Linked DNA regions of Manis pentadactyla: region 1 is linked to region 2. Evidence: chromatin contacts called from public Hi-C data. All regions are on one chromosome and are shown on one strand. Each heading gives the region's core, a stretch centred on a gene start, on an enhancer-like site or on the middle of the called end of the contact. The rest is flanking DNA. Distances are from core to core; before and after follow the strand shown.

What was found. Hi-C and Micro-C count contacts between places; a contact is called where the count stands out from the background.
Region 1: a contact with region 2 is called in a Hi-C map of fibroblasts, with 9 times the contacts expected there. The contact joins the promoter of TIMM22 here to the promoter of GLOD4 in region 2. A contact is called at or near these places in 3 of 3 Hi-C or Micro-C datasets (blood, fibroblasts and skin fibroblasts).

What each region holds. Positions count from the first base shown.
Region 1 is chr4:141,971,904-141,976,287 of mManPen7.hap1, forward strand. TIMM22 (translocase of inner mitochondrial membrane 22) reads left to right here and starts at 2,781. Exons shown (of 5, transcript XR_008997213.1): 1 at 2,781-3,346.
Region 2 is chr4:141,799,723-141,803,955 of mManPen7.hap1, forward strand. GLOD4 (glyoxalase domain containing 4) reads right to left here and starts at 1,709. Exons shown (of 9, transcript XM_036906243.2): 1 at 1,628-1,709. The coding sequence starts at 1,663. MRM3 (mitochondrial rRNA methyltransferase 3) reads left to right here and starts at 1,697. Exons shown (of 4, transcript XM_036906241.2): 1 at 1,697-2,079; 2 at 2,327-2,571. The coding sequence starts at 1,697.

The DNA.
Region 1 (4,384 bases), core at 1,531-4,030, 170 kb after region 2:
GAATGGAAATGTTTGAATAAGAAGTAAACTTGGATTTCAGCCTCTGTGTCTTCCCAGGCCCAAGTTGTAAAAGCCATACATTGAATTTAGATTTTATCCCAGCACAGAGAAAATTCCGAGCAGGGTACATGACTGCGTTTCTGTGCTGAAAAATCACTTTGGGGATGGTCTGGAGAACAGCAAGGCAGGAGCCATGAAGACGGATTAAATGAAAAATAACTAGGGCCCAAACTATGGCAGTGACGAGAGGTATAAAAAGGAAGGGATGGATTTGAAAGATATTTAGAAGGAATGCAGGGGATGCAGGGGGCAGAGTCTAAGACTAACCCAGTGCGTGGGAGCACCTCCACCCAGGTGGGAAACTCAGGGAGAGCAGGCATGAGGAGGAAAGTGTGTTCTAAGTGAAGTCCACCCAACTCAAGAACAGCGTCTGTCTGGGGGCGCACATCCCCTCAGGCAAGCCCTCTAGTCTTCCGCTCAGCTCTGCTCCCTTGACCTTGGGAAGCCTGACTTGGAGATATGAATTTTTTTTTTTCCATAACTGTTCCCCTGATGGGTTCATCTCTTCCCAGCATTTTCAGGTCTCCCCCTGGGGCTTGAGGCTTTAGTACTTCTGCTCCCAGTTCACGGCCCAGAGTGTTTCCTGCCCTGCCAGCTCCCAGGCTGGCGTGGCCTCCTAGGACTTCAGAAAGCCCACCATGGGCCCAAGTCTCTTTTGCTGTGTAAGGATGAGGGATAAAATGTTTTCCCTAAGTCCCGGGTTGGCCTCAGTATCCTGAGTTCTGGTCCTGCTCTCAGTCCCACAAACCTTTCTTGTCTATATAGGGAAGTACCAATGCTCAAGTGATGCATTTAATGCCAGGCTCTTATTCTGCTGTCTGGCCAGAGGACTACCTGCCATTGTTCCTTGCAGATCAACAGTACTCTCAAGTGACAGGTGACTCAGCTGTGGCTAGCTGAAGAAGTCATAACAAAAGTGCAGAATTCTATTTGCCCTGCCTGCGTCATGGCCCCAGCAAACTGCGCTCCTGCTGTGCCACTGAGACAAGTTCTTTCTCAACCCAGAGGACCCCCAGGCTTTCTCATTCAGCTGTGAAAGAACAGAACTGTAACATGAGAGCTGTGTGATCCCATGATTCCACGACCAGATAAAGTCCCCAGACTACTGGGAAAGGGTCAGCCCAGGGAAACTGACATGGGAACCACATCTCACTTTCAGAATGTGCTTGAAGAGGTTCAGGTTTTTCCACCAGGTGAAATGCATTCCACCCATGGAAGGCGATGGATTAGGGGAGACATTCCAGATCAGCGCCTGTAACTGCTCTCTTTCCATCTGTGCTTCTGGGCAGGGTCTCCTGTACCATGGCCACATGGAATTTCTCCACATACTGACATGGATCTCACCTGAACTCGGATGCAGCCCCTTCATTTTGGGATTGATTATTATTAACTAGTCTGATGGATTAACTGTTTAGACCTGCAGGTTGCCTGGGCACCTGCCCCAACTTCTCTCAGATCCAACTTTGGCTCTTACGACCTCAGCATGATTCAGAGCCCTGGGCCCCTCATTCACTTGGAAAGAAAAGGTGGTTGGCAGCATGGAGTTAGAGGGGCCTATGGGAAATGTCTGGTTCTTGTGCTTATGAGAAAGGTCTATGCTGGAGATAATGACCTGGAGAGTCATTAATGCATTAGAGGTTGTAGTAAAAGCCACAGGGGTGGATGAGTTGCTCAGGCAGAATGAGCTACATGAGAAGAGAATAAAAGGTGAATCCCAGAGAGGACCAACAGGAGAGGGGTGGGCAGACGTACCTGTGAAGAAGACCAAGCAGCTGGAAAGGCTGTGGCAAAACTAGGAAAGAGGAGGCTCCACTGAAACTGTGCAGAAATTTCCAAGGAGGGAGGTGTCAACAAAGTGTCAAATGCAGCTGAGAAGTCTAGTAAAATGAGGTCTGAATTAAACTCAACAACTGGGAAGTCACTGGGGGCCTTAGGACTAGCTCATTCAGTAGCCTGGTGGGAGCAGAACCAGGGTGGATACCAGGCTGTGCCTGGCAGCCCAGAGAACTCTGAATACCAAGAAAGTATCTCTGCCTGTGCTGACCGCCTACCCTCACCACCTTCTGTTTCTATTTATGTTTCTCTTAGCTGCTATACCCAAATACATTGCTAGTCTGGATCAATAAAATAGTTTGGGACCTATTTTAGTACCACAAAAACTACTGCAAAAGTCTTTCTGGGTCATATATATCCTATCTCAGTTTACCTTCAGGTTTTTACTTTGCAAGCAGGAAAACACTTTAATTGGTCCAACATAATATAAATTGGCCCCTCAAGTAATGCTAGTCCCACATCACCAATTCCACTGACAACAACTGGGTGTAGGGAGTAGCAGCCTCAGCTTTCCTTGCACTCTCCGTCTGGCACCGGTCCCTCCATTTCCTGTCACCGACCCTGATTTACCTTACGCTTGGCTAGCTTCACTCATTCGTTCGTTCATTTGTTGGCCCTTCTCTTTCCTCAAAGGTTTAGTTATTGAACAAACTTTTATTCCATACATTGATACTATGCTCTCACGTGTATTTACAAACCACCTCGCATTACTTAGGTCTCACGACACCTGCAAGGGATGAGGCTGAAAGGGCAGCGGCGAGGCGCGCGCGCCTCCTGCTGACGCCCTGGCGCCCTGCAGCCTCGCGGGCGCGCTACCGCCGTCCCCCGCGGGTCCGGAGCTCCAGAGGAGGCGGAGAGGTGAGCGCAAGGCTTTCTGGGAAAAGCCTTGGGTGTAAGCGCTTAAACTACCCCGGCACGCAGCGCGCTACAACCGTAGATGGCGGTCTCTGGCCCTTGTACTTCGGAATCTCATTAGTGAGTGCCGATGGGGGTGCTGCACAAGTCTGTCTCAGCATTCCTAAGAGGCTGTCTGGGGAACGTGATAGCTCTTCCGCCGGCTGTGCACGAACGAACTTAGCTTTCCGCCGCTTCCTCGGACCGGCCCGATGTGACGAATCTGCCGTTGCGGCACGGTGGCTAGGCGCGCAAGGCCCCAGCGACACTCGTGGAATCTGCTGTGGGAGAAGGGAGGCCAGGGCGCCTTGGGAGCGAGTCATGGCGGCGACTGCTCCCGGTGCCGGGGGCTCGGCGCCTGGGGCGGCGGGCTCCGCCGAAGCCCCGCTGCAGTACAGCCTGCTTCTGCAATACCTGGTAGGGGACAGGCGTCAGCCGCGCGTGCTGGAGCCTGGTAGCCTGGGCGGGATCCCAAGTCCGGCCAAGAGTGAGGAGCAGAAGATGATCGAGCGAGCGATGGAGAGCTGCGCCTTCAAGGCAGCGCTGGCCTGCGTGGGAGGTGAGGCCAGGCGGGGAGCGGCTGGGGGGTGCCCTTGGGAGGCTGAGGGCTCGGCTGGCAGCGGGGTCCTCTGCCGGGAAGACCGGGCGCCTGGGAGGCGAGGACCCTGCGGGCCTCTACCTTAACTGCACCTCCGCTTCGCTCAGTGAACTCGGGCGTCACCGCTGGACCCTGAGGTTAGCTTTTGCCTCTGGAAATGATCGGAGAATCAGTACAATGGGTCGGGGCCTGGAGGTTATAAGTGGTTGACTTCGTTCATTCATTCGTTCATTCACTTGTAAATAGGCATTCTTTCAACAAATTGTTACTGAGCAACTATCACGTGCCAGGCGGTGGAGAGACGGCATTTGAGGCAAGAGCTTTGTTGTCATAAAGCTAACTTTTTATTATATATATAAAGAAGAATGTTGAGACGGAGTCTGGCAGAAGAATGCTTCAGACATAGGGATTAGCAAGTGCAGAGGTAGGGCAGGAACTGGCTTGAAGTTTGAAAAACAGGCCCGTGTGGCCAGTGTGATGAGACAGCAGTGAACAAGGGGCAAAGAAGTCTGGACTTGGCTTTTTTTTTTTCCCCTAAACTATTTGTGGATTTGAGAGTGTACGGTGTCCTTCCTATGTGCAGGGTAAAGCGGTTGACCACACTTGCACAGATGAGTTGAAATCTCACTGAGAATGATAGTTACAAAACAAATATAGTCAGGATGCAGATGTGACGTGTAATAGAAGAAAGAGCTCCTTTTTTGTTTCAGGGAGAGTCGTAAGAGGAGGTGAGACTGGAGCTGTTAACCTAAAGGACTGAGAGAATGGGGATAGACAAAGAGGAAGAGAATGTGAAATCAAGTTGGGAGTGGAGTGGGAGATTTATGGCAGTTACTGATGGTTCTTTAGGATGCAGTGTGGTGAAGGATAGAAAAGGCTGTAGTTAGGGAGACCATATAGGGAATTTGTTAGACTGCAGCTCCATGAGGCATGGACTGGATCTCTGTTCATCACTGTGCCGGACCCTAAGTTGAAATAGTAAATGAGTCTAGTGCTCCA
Region 2 (4,233 bases), core at 459-2,958:
AAAAATAATTTATTAAAGCATTTGATACAGAACCTAGTACACAGGAGGCTCTCAATTCTATTTTCCTTTTTGATTCCCATTGCTATTGCTCCAGTTAAGCTCCCATCACTTCTCTCGTTGACTATTAAAAAGCATTTTTGCTGATCTCCTTCCTTAATGCCATCATAAAATTATATCCATAAAACACATCTGATCACATCACTGCCCTGTTCTAAAATGTAAGAGAGCTTCCTACTTACTGTGCATTAATTCCAACCCTTAGCATAGTATTCTAGATATTGTCAGAAGCAACCCATTTGTGCCAACCTATTTGTTCTGCTATCGCAGTTCCTTAACTTAAATGAAGTAATTTAATCTAAAGGCACATAAAATGGTGATGTTTCCCAAACACACCTTACCTTTGCATTGGCTATTAGGTTTTTCTAGCATACTCCTCCCTCTAATCTTGGTCTGTGGAAATTCTACCTATCTACAGAGGTCAACTCAAATGCAAGGATTCCATGAATGATTTCCTGATGACCCAGGTTGGAGTTAAATCTCTCCTGTTGCATTTTTATAATAATAGCTAACACATAAAACAAGTATCAAATACCACAAATATAACAATGTGTTTAATCTTCACAACGTTAATCAATGAGGAAACATTAAGGGAGAGCTATAGTTTTTCTATCACTTATAAAATTTCAACTTGCTTTACTGTTAACTCTGTACAAAACTAACTCCCCACTGCCCTCATCCCAGGTACTTTAATGGAGGGCAGACACTGGGGGCCATTTTCATCTTTGTCACCAAAGTTCAACGCAGCAACGTGAAACATGGATGGTATTTTTTAAATGACTGGTGAACAGTCAGGTAATTTCTTTGCACCCCGTGTCTTCTGCACTGTCTCTACACTAAACTGCACTGTTCTACCTCTAAAGTCCTTGCTTATCAGGAGCGCCCCAACAGTTCCCACCTGCGTTTGCCACCGAGGTGACTCCTACAGAATCACAGCTGCTCAGAGCTGGAGAGAGAGGCCGTTTCGAGTGCTGATGAGGAAAATGGGTTCTGACTTCACACTTAGATCTGGACTGTTGGGGGAAGAGCGGGAACATTCACGCAGTGATTGAGGATCCCAAAGAGATGATTCCAACCAGCCCTGAGAGAAACAGAACTCCAAACGTGCTTGTTATCTAAACCGTAAGGCTCCAAACCAGAAAAGACTGAATTATTGTTTACTGGAAAAGTGAAATTTTTGTTTGTATCCTGTCTTTCCCACTAGACTGGAAGCGCCTTAGCGGCAGGAGCTCAGCACTGCGAAGTATCTGCGAAGGAACTTAAATGGAAATAAGTGTGTGGGCGTGTAGTTCGCGACTCGTAGTGTAAGCCACCTTTCTAATCCAACCACCGACTCGTAACACTGCCGCCAGCCGAAAACGGGACGGGGCTAAAGGGAGTTCCACTGGCTAAGGTCGGACCCCGGGATTCAGGCTGATTCACCGCCAGACCCCCATCCCTCCCACCTCCCTCGGTCACGTGCGGCTCCGCGCCCGCGCCCCCCTGCCGCGCCCGCCCCTCTCAGCCCCGTATGCACCTTCATCCCCAGGACATCACGATAGAAATGCGCCGTCCGGAAGCGGTTTCCCACCTTGAATACAAAGTGCAGAGCTCGACGAGCAGCCATAGCTAGCGCACAACGCCGCACCGCCGGCAGAAGATGCACACGGAACGGCGACGTCACTGGTCGCCGCCGGCGCGCTGTCGTGACGCAACCAAAGCCGCAGGAAAGATGGCGGCGCTGGTGAAGGGCTTGGGCTGGGCCACGCGACTGTTGCTGCCGGTGGTCCAGACTTGGGACCTGGACGCTCGGCGCTGGGTCCGGGCGCTGCGGCGGAGCCCCGTGAAAGTGCTGTTTCCATCCGGACAGGTGGTGGGACGGAAGCCCGGTCCTGGGAAGCAGCCCTCGAAGGCGCCGGATGAGGCCAGTCCTGAGTGGCAACGGAAGCAGCCGCCTCAGGTGCCCTCGTCCCAGACGCCCAGCACCTGGGAAGAATCGGGGCTTCGCTATGATAAGGCTTTACCCGGGGACCGAAGGCTGAGGTGATGTGCTCCTGAGGCTTATCGAGTATTTAACGTGTCTCTTCCCGCCTCATACCAGGACCCTAGCCTCTTCCCTCCTACTGGAGAACTTCTTCCAGTACAAATCGCTGGTTTTTATTATGCACGGAGAGCAGAATACATGTCTTCCTTGGCGTTAGTTCGTTTCTGTGAAGTTCGTTCTGTTAGATCTAGGTGTCTCCGTAATAAGGATGTTGGTAATCATCTGTCTTTTTGTTTCTACCCACAGCAGTGTAATGACAATTGTTAAGTCCAGGCCATTTCGTGAAAAGAAAGGGAAGATCCTGCTGGAAGGTCGCAGGCTGATTGCAGATGCTCTTAAAGCTGGTGCTGTGCCAAAAGTTTTCTTCTTCAGTCGTCTGGAATACATAAAGGAGCTGCCGATTGATAAACTGAAAGGTGTCAGCCTCATTAAGGTGAAATTTGAGGATATCAAGGATTGGTCCGACCTAGTAACACCGCAAGGAATAATGGGTCAGTGGTTATACGGTGCGTCACTAGACACACAGACCTAGGATTACTCGTTCATACTTACCTTATGGCAGCAAATTTAGTTTAAACCAAATTCAGCATGTTCCTGCCTAGCCTTTTCTTAAGACACAGAAAAATACACTTCTCAGGTCTATGCATCTTACAGTATTTTTGGTGGAAAATGAAACCCAATTTTTTGTGATCAGTCGTATTATGGCTCTTTATAGTCTCTAAGAATAGCTACTCTTCTCAAACCTTGTATTTTTTCGGTCACTTCTTCAACCTTTAACAACCAACTAAAAATTAGGAAAATGTTTATCAAAATATTTAGCCCTCCATTTCCACAAAGCCTCTGCTAGTGTAGTGATACCTATCTATCACTGACTCTCTTACTCTAGAAGCAGATCTGAACAGTAAGCTGCAATTTATTGCCATGTTTAGCCCACGGAACAGGAAACCTGTCTTCATTTGGTTGAATCTAACTTAAGATTCTAATAGACTGTGATGTCTATTAGCACTTGAAAGTGTTTTTTCTAAACATGGAAAGACTAAATTCTTTGTACCTTTTTGACACTGGAGTTCTACTTAAGATCTGAGAACTGAATGGCAGTAAGTGTAGAGGTTTCTCTTGGATAGAAGGGGACAGTTGAGGCAGGGAGGAGTTATCGTCAAGATTCTGATGTTTAGGCCAGGGCCTCTTGTATCAGGTGTGCATGTGTATTCCCTGCAGCGGGCTGTCTGTGCATCTGTTAGTTGGGAGAGGAAATTCTGGGGACCATCTCTTGTTTCTATAACCCTCCTGTGTTCAGAACTGTCCCTTAGGGTTGGGACTTGGGCTACCAGAGTCCTTCCCTCAAAGTAACTGTAGTCTCATTAGCTGCACCTCTCTAATCCCTGCTCCATGCTACAGTGACAATACCTCTCACTTTTACCATGCTTCCACTTGGGCATGTGTGCTAATAGTGGCCAGCCTGTCCTGGGCTTCTGTAGCCCCCCTTCATCATTATGACTGTTTTCATCAGTTCATGGCTTTTAAAATTGCATATTATTTAGCTTATCCTAATTATGTTTTATTTCAGATTTGAGGAGTGTAAAGGAAGAAATAGATAAGATCTAGCAAAATCTGTCAGATTTCAGGCACATATCTAAAATCCAGTAATGTAAGTGAGGCCTCTAGATGAAGAGACTACTCATCAGAGCCATTCAAGTGGAAATTAAAGGACTTCCAGTGGGGCCCCCCACTGAATGGCCTGGGGCTATCTGTGACTTTAAGTGCAGGATCTTTTTTATGGCACACAGATGCCTGAATCCTTTCCACTGACGTCATTGATGTTAGGGACACGTGTTTGTGTGTTCTTGGTGTGAGTAACCTGGATAGCCTGTGGGAGGGCAGTGTGGCAGTATCTGTCAACATGAAGAGTGCACAGACACCTTAATGAAATCTGCCCATTTCACTTACAGGTGTTTTGCTAGGGAAGTATTCTGACATGTACACAGAGTCATACAGGGAAGTTCCATACAGGGTTGTTTATAATAGGGAAAATTTGAAAATAATCTGGACGTTAGTTGGGGAAGAGCTGAATGAATGTAGTGTATTCATGTTGCAGAATAACATGGAGCAGTTAAAAGAATAAAGTAGCTCTGTATTTACATGGTAAATTCTCT